Linked DNA regions of Mus musculus: region 1 is linked to region 2. Evidence: chromatin contacts called from public Hi-C data. All regions are on one chromosome and are shown on one strand. The core of a region is the stretch at or near the end of the contact, and the rest is flanking DNA. Distances in the headings are between cores, read along the strand shown. Region 1 overlaps Sparc (secreted acidic cysteine rich glycoprotein). Region 2 overlaps Tnip1 (TNFAIP3 interacting protein 1).

Evidence for each region. Hi-C and Micro-C count contacts between places; a contact is called where the count stands out from the background.
Region 1: a Hi-C map of muscle stem cells shows a contact between it and region 2, with 5 times the contacts expected there. The contact joins two enhancer-like sites. A contact is called at or near these places in 2 of 39 promoter capture datasets (hippocampal neurons and stem cell-derived epiblast-like cells), 1 of 484 Hi-C or Micro-C datasets (muscle stem cells) and 1 of 9 other capture datasets (embryonic stem cells).

Annotation. Positions count from the first base shown.
Region 1 is chr11:55,412,141-55,415,823 of GRCm38.p6, forward strand. All of the region lies in intron 1 of Sparc (secreted acidic cysteine rich glycoprotein), which reads right to left. Among named protein-coding and RNA genes, the nearest start is that of Sparc, 6.1 kb to the right of the region's middle. Within about 2 kb of position 2,386, at least 80 of the 459 cell types and tissues checked have an H3K27ac peak or open chromatin away from gene starts, as enhancers often do. A contact at or near this core is called in muscle stem cells, where this site is marked.
Region 2 is chr11:54,925,867-54,929,621 of GRCm38.p6, forward strand. Tnip1 (TNFAIP3 interacting protein 1) reads right to left here. Exons shown (of 19, transcript NM_001199275.2): 9 at 3,229-3,352; 10 at 838-927. Among named protein-coding and RNA genes, the nearest start is that of Gpx3, 25 kb to the left of the region's middle. Within about 2 kb of position 2,050, at least 24 of the 459 cell types and tissues checked have an H3K27ac peak or open chromatin away from gene starts, as enhancers often do. A contact at or near this core is called in muscle stem cells, where this site is marked.

The DNA.
Region 1 (3,683 bases), core at 1,136-3,635, 490 kb after region 2:
GCTTCATCTGGGCAGAAGGAGGGAACTGGGGTCTGGGAGACTGCCCTGCCCCCCATCGCTCTGCCTTCTCATTCTGCCCTGTCCTCAGGACCTACATCCTGGGGTGCTTCCTGGCCTTAAGCCCAGAGGCGGGGTGAAGGTAAGGAGAAAGGCAAGACGTACAAACTCTCAGGGGAAATGATCATTGTCCACATCTTTGCAGCTTTACCAATCCCAGAATTCTGTTCATCTAGATGTTAGGGTGAGCAGAGCGGGGAGCCCCTTAACTATTACATTCCCCGCCTGCCCATGAGACACATCTCTGAGGTTCTGTAACATACCTCTGGCCAAAGAGGCCAGAGTCTACCCTTCAGAGCTTGTTGGAGACCCAACAGTCAACCCAGGCACAAGGTTAAGACTCTGTCATCAGTACAAGGCAGCCATGAGCTTCCACACTCACTCCAGCATACTGGGGGAAACACACAAATATCCTCATTGATTTTACAAGCCAGCTTTCCAAGAAGGGCCTGAGGGCAGGTCTTTCTGCCCCATTGTACAGATGAGAAGACTGGAGCCTGGAAAGGAAGATCCATGCCTCTGACCAGCAGTCCAGCACTCGAGTGACAGGTATCTGCATGGTCTCTCAACTCTGTGTGATGTTTCTCTTGGCAGACACCTGCTCCTGCATAGTCATTAAGATGGTGCCCACTTGGGCCAACCTGGCCTGAGATGTAGGCAGGAGAAATGCCCTGGGCAGCGGGGGTTGGGGTGGGGGAAGTGGAGGTGTATTGCCTTTGGCTTTGTGACCGCCAACTGCAGACACCCCTGGTGCCCCCTTTCCCTGTTCCGTACATTGAGTCTCTTTCTTCTGCCTTTATTTGTTCTGGAGAGAGCTGAAAACTGAACCTGGGCTGCCAGGAGGACCTGAAGCAGAGGTTACTTGTCTAGCTCTTTGGATGGAAAGGATGGGATGGAAAAGTACAGCCAACCCCTAGCTCACTTCCCTTGAAACCTAAAGGGGCTCCTGGGAGTTCCCTGTGGACATGAAGGCGCCACTGAGTATCTAAACCCAGGGGCAACCTCAGAACTGTGGGCTTTTAGACAGCGTGGCTCAGGACCACAGACTCCTAGGATGACCTAACTCGGATGGAAAGCGTGTGGAGAAATGCAATCTGAGAGAGCTCCCTAAGGGTCTTGGGGGCTAGGCTAGCCTTGAACTTGATCTGTAGCCAAAGATGGTCTCAACCGCCAGATCCTCCTGCCTCCACCTCCCGAATGCTGGGCTTACAGGCCTGAATCACCATACCCAACTCTCTTTTATTTGGCTGGTTTGGGTGGGGTGAGATGAGGTCTCACTATGTAACCAAAGCTGGTCTCAAATTTGTGATCTTCCAGCCTCTGCTTCCTGAGCACTAGGCACCACTAGACCAGACCACAGGGGTTTACTGAGCCTTGAAATGCGGCCAGTGTGAAGGACTTGTTGAGAAAGCCTGCTCCAAAAGAGCAGTGTCCTTCAAAGCCCTCTGCACATCTTGGACTATGTTCTATGAGTAAAATGAAAAATAAACAACAAAAACAAGGATTGAAGGGAGAGCTCAGTTGATAAAGTTCTTGCTAGGCAAGCATGAAGACCTGAGTTCAAATCCCCAGGACTCATGTAAAACCCAATCGTGGCAGCACAAGCTTGAAACTCCAGCACTGGAGAGAGGCAGAAACAGGAGGGATCTAGGCCTTGCAGATCATCCAATCCTGCAGAACCAGCAAGATACAGGCCTGTGAAAGACTGTCTCAAAAACAAGGTGGACAGAGCCTGAGGAGTAACCTTTGAGGCTGACCTCTGGCTTCCACAAGCACACAAGCACACAAGCACACACACACACACACACACACACACACACACACACACAGAGAGAGAGACAGAGAGAGAGAGAGACAGAGAGACAGAGAGCAGTATAACCAGAGTGGAAGAATTGGGGTCAGAGAACATAGCATACTCCAATATCATAAGCCACCTTGAAATAGCTCTAGGTTCCCTCTAGAACAGCCAGGTACCCTCGGCAAGGAAGCCCCTAAGGTCCCTGACTATTCTGAACTCCTGGGTTTGCTCAGCATATCTTGGAGTGCCCCATCTCCCCTCTTGCCCCAGATTCTTTGTTTTTATTTTTATTTCTTGTTGGAAGGGACAAAGCTACGGGAAACGGTTAGAGTGTCACAGATGCTAAAACCTAGAATTGGTTCTGGGCAGCGTGGAGGAGGCTCCAGGCTTTGTGGCTGGACACAGCCCCACTGAAATTCCAGCATCTCCTAAAGTGCCACGTTTCACTTTGTCTAGACTGGGCTGGAGGAGTTCCTGCTGCCTCCGCACCCTCTAGACCACGTGACTGGGTCCTGCTGGCAGCCCAGGCTGAGTTTTCAACCCTCTCTAGAACAAATAAAGGCAGAAGGAGGGGACTCAATGTACAGCCATCCCTGTTGCATCAGGAGTAACCACAAATGGAAGGGATAAGAAACATCAAAGTATCCAAGATGTAACATCTGGAAAGGACTAAGGGATTCCAAAGGTAGTGGATCCATAGCATGCCAACCTTCCTACACCACTCTTGTGTATGTGGCAGACATTACTAATCAATCATATTATCTTTCTCCTTAAAGTCTGGCGTGACATCAGAATTTTGAACACCATTCTGACAGCCACTACTAGTAGGCCACGTGATAGTTCTTTACTATGCCTACACTTTAGACAAAAAACTCACAGCTTAAAGAAAATAGCTCACTCAAATTCCTTGGGCAAGGTGGTTTCTGTGCCAAAGACTCAGAAATATCTAAACTTTTACTGTGATTGCCACAAGCAGCACAGGATGATCCAGAGAGATACTTTAAATCAGGTTCCTGGAAGGACAAAGCTGCTATCTCTGTTCACGGATTCCCTACTAGATATCTATGGCTAGGGAGGTGAGAGCAAAGCCAATTTGCTGCCAGACACACCCCTAGTCAAGCCAGAGGGCTGTTTCTTTAACAGCGTCTGATAAGTCACCATTTGCTGGCCCTGGCCTTGTTGCAACCCAGCTGTCGCAGGAGTCGCAAACAAGGCTGGGAAGGAGCAGTATCCACACTACAGTAGGGCAAAGGTAGCTTCCTCCATCCCCAGGGATGGCTGAAAGCTGGTACCAGCTTCCTCTTCTGTCAGTTTAAGTTGAAGGGTAGCTAAGGAGGGGCCAGTGGAAAACAACTGAGAAACCGCTCATACATAAGCCACGTTAGTTGGGTCTTAGGCCATGTAAGCTGGGATAGAGCAGAAAAGGGAGGGAGGAAGTGTTGTTAACCATGTATTAAGGATGATTTAGGACCTACGGAGCAAGGTCAGCTCCAACTGACCAAAACCTGACAAGGTTCCAAAGATCTGGAGGCTCGGTGCAGGCACCAACCAGCCTGCTGAGTAAGCTCCAGGGAGCTACTTTCCCTTTCTGAGTTGCAACATTTGTATCTTGGAAATAAAAGGCATTCATGTACCTGTGTCGGGGTGGTGGTGTGGGAGGGATGTTTGTGTGTGTGTGTGTGTGTGTGTGTGAGAGAGAGAGAGAGAGAGAGAGAGAGAGAGAGAGAGAGAGAGAGAAAGAGAGAGAGAGAGAGAGAGAGAGAGAGAGAGAGAGAGAGAGACAGACAGAGGCAGAAACAGAGAGATGGAAGGAAAGGTGTCTTCAGTG
Region 2 (3,755 bases), core at 800-3,299:
GGCAGCTCAGTGAGGCCCCAGGTTCAGTTCCTAGTGCCACAGAAAAAAGGAAAACCAAACAACCCCAAGGGAACACAGTGAGCTGATGTCAGCGGCAGCCATCTGGAGGGAGACTCTTGGTTCATTACATAATGAACATTCTTTTCCTTCTGAGAGATGAGTCAATCTAGAATATGAATGTAAGTAAGACTTCAGATGTGTGTGAAGAAAGAGGGGTGGGGAAGAAGAGGTCGGGAAGACCTCAACTGTGTGAGGAGGGACAAGGACAGGCTAGTGGCCTGGGCTGGAGGTGGGGAGGGGCTTGGGAGACAGAGAATGCTGCTGCCAAGGGTGTGGGAGCTTCCTTCACTGTTAGCCACTCCCACTGCAGCATGTGTCTCCAATGCCGACTGTCCTGACTGACCACCACCTCTCCCGTGTCCAGCTTACCTTAGCCTTCCTAGGCTCACCCTTTTAATATACGGGTCTGCATCTATATGTGGTGAGTGTGGGTGCCCGTGAAGGCCAGAAAAAGGGGTTAGACTCTCTGGAGCTGGAGTTACAGGCAGTGGTGAGCTGGTATGTGAGAGTCCTGGGAACTGAGCCCAGGTCCTCTGCGTGCACCATTACCACTGAGCCATCTGTCCAGCTCCCTAAGGTCCCCAAATAATTTCAGCCTGTGCCACAAACTCAGTCTCCTCAGTGATCCCTGTGGTTGGTCCCGAGAGGACAGACATCTATCCCATGGGCAGATGGTTCAATGGTTTCCACAATAACTCTCTAAGGTGATCTAGGCCCAACAGGAACCAGAGAGCCAGGTGGGGCCTTCGTCCCTGACCTCCCAGTTTGGCCACCTACCTCCATGCGTTGCTGTTCTAGCAACTTCACCTTCTTCTCAGCTGCTCCAAAGGCCCCCGCTTCAGGGACTTTACTCGCCATCACACTGGCCTAGGGAGAGACAGAGCCTTCACCAAAGTGTCAGATAAAACTTCGTTCCCCAGCCCAGTGCTCTCCCAGGGCCTCAGCCCCTTGTCTCCAATCTCCCTGCTCCTCCCACCCAGCAGCCATGTCTCAGCCACGACCTCCTCCTCCTGGAAGCCCACGAGGAACATTCCCCTTTGCTGATGCATACTGTGGCTGCCAGCCTCACATCCTCTCACCAGCTCTTTCCACAGCCATCTTCCCCACTTTAACTCTGAGGCCCTGCTGGTCAACCCCACAACAACTCCGAATCCCCTAACCTAAAAGGCGTGGCTTATATATTTTTTAGAAGTTGTGAGGAGCCAGTGAGATGGCTCAGTGAGTGAACACGATTGTCTCTAAGTCTGATGAGCTGAGTGCAATCTCCAGAGCCTATGGTGGAAGGAGAGAACTGCCTCAGACCTCCATACACGCATGCAGCCCCCAACATAAAATAAACGCCGTGAAAGTGTGATGGAGGCTGGCAAGCATCACGAGCCCAGACACATGTGCCGAGAGCCCGCATGTGCAGATGTGTGTGCACAACATGCCATCTCTGAGATTCTTTCCAAATTCTGCAACCACAATCTAATCTAAACCCAAAACCCATTCTGCAAAACAACCGGCCAGCATAACTCAAAAGTGCCAAGGTCATGGAAACCAGGACAGCTGAGCCACGTCGCCGAAATGAGGAGACTAAGGAGCTGTGATAGGAACCCCACGTGGGATCCTGGATTCAATTCTGGAAGGCAGAAAGGGAGGGAGTGAAGGATGGGTGCATCTGGACAGCGCTGCTGACGGCAGTGCCCAGTCTGGTAAGAACCACAGTTATGTAAGATGCTTGGTGAGGTAGGTCTGCGGTTATAGAAGCCAGCCAGGGAAGACGGAGGGAGTACGGGAACACAACTCCACACTATTTCTGCCTCAGTTTAAAGTTACCTCAAAATAAAATGTTTTAAAACTGAACAATTGAGGTGTTGAGGTAAGAACCACAGGACAAGGCGAGAAGTGCACGTGCAGTGACTGTCGCCAGTGTCTGCTCAGACCAGAAGCTGTTCTGCACTGGCCCCATCAACTCTCTATGTCCTACCACAGGCTGGGCAGAGGCTGGAAGCAGAGCCTGTGAGCCTCTGGTGCCCCCTACAGGCTATGTCCTGTAAACATACCATGCCACCTGGAGAGGAAAGGGTATCTATCTGATAAGGTGGCCTCAAAAAGGGCAGATGCCTGCCCCAGGAAGCTCACTGTCAACAGCAACAGCTAAAGGCTATGTGTCACTTAGTTTTAATCCCAACAGAGGCAGGAGGATCTCTGTGAGCTGACGGCCAGCCTGATCTACCCAGTGTGTTTCAGACCAACCATGGCTACAACAGTGAGCAACAATGCCAGCGAGAGGCAGAGCGAGAAGGCTTTGCTCTTCAGCCGGCCACCCCCACATCTGCTTGAGAGGTGACAGAAGAATCTTAATTGTATGATGGCACATGACCTCTCCAAGTCTCCTGCTGGCCCCGCACATGGAAGAGACATCCCTTCAGGCAAAAGAGCCCAAGTGAGCTCATGGCTTTGCAGGTAAATTACATCACTGCCCCGGGGTGGGGAGTGAGTGACCAAGGTCATTACTATATTACATAGAAAGCTGGCATTAGGGCTTATGTTGCAACTGACTGCAACTCACTTGAGGAGGTAAACAACTGGGTTACAGGAGCCTGAGGGATGGTGAGAGTGGAGCAAGGCACACTTGGCCTTCACTGTGTGGCAGGGCTGGGCCTGGAGGTGTGGGGGTGTGGGCCAGAGCTGAGGCATCCCCAGACCAGTCTTCCTCTCCATGCAGAGCTCTAAGTTGCGATCTCACAAGCTTAATACAATCCCCTTAGGAGCCCTGACACTTTAGAGACTAACCTGACTTTTGGGAAGGAGACTTTGACAAGACAAAATGCATCAAGGTATTGGTACCCAGAATGAGCAAAACACTGAAACCCAACTCCCATGAGCAGCCGCTGGACAATCCAAGTCAGCAAGCGGGAGAAGCAAGCAGCCAGGGTGGGCGGCAGAGCCATGTAATTTGACTGCCAATAGCTCTGAGCACGTGTCTCAGAGAACGGGATACTCCACGTGGGGTGAAGACAGAACAAAAAGCCAAGGACTGGTCATACCACGGAGGCAGGTGCTGCACCAGGAAACAGAGTCTACCAGGCAGAACCTTCTGCCACTGGAATGTGTGTAGGAGGAGATGTGCTCCCTCAGCGAGGGGCAGAGCAGATCCTGGGTTTGAGAGCTTGGGATACACACCTGCTGCTGTCCAGCCACGCCCTTCTTGCCAGCACCCTCTGGCTTTGGGGAGCTGGGCTGCCCACAGAGTCCCTCTTTGCAGCTGCTGTTCATCAACAGTTTCTTGAGCTCCGTGTTTTCCTCCCTAGATAAGAGACAAGTGGAGATGTCACAATGTCAGCCCTGGGTTAAGACACTTGCAAAGCCAAGGATCTGCTGTCAAAGGCACTGCTGCGGTGCGACCAGACCAAAAGGGCATCTGTAAGCCACCCAGAAGGTGTGCAGGCTGCATGAGAATCCTTAACAGCAGAATTTCCCCCATCTGTAGGTTGTCTCCACACCTGGCACCTTCCAGTTCTATGATCTTGTTCTCTAAGAAAGCTCCGCCCCTCCCTCCAGTTATAGTCAAGTGTCCTGGTTCAGCTGACGCAGGCAGAGCCTGGGCGGTGCAGTAGGTCATGCTCACTCACCGGCACCTGGCACCCCCCCTCTTTAACATGGAAAGAGCAAGCTTCTGGCTCAGAGCTAGGGTTGATAGAGCCATCTTC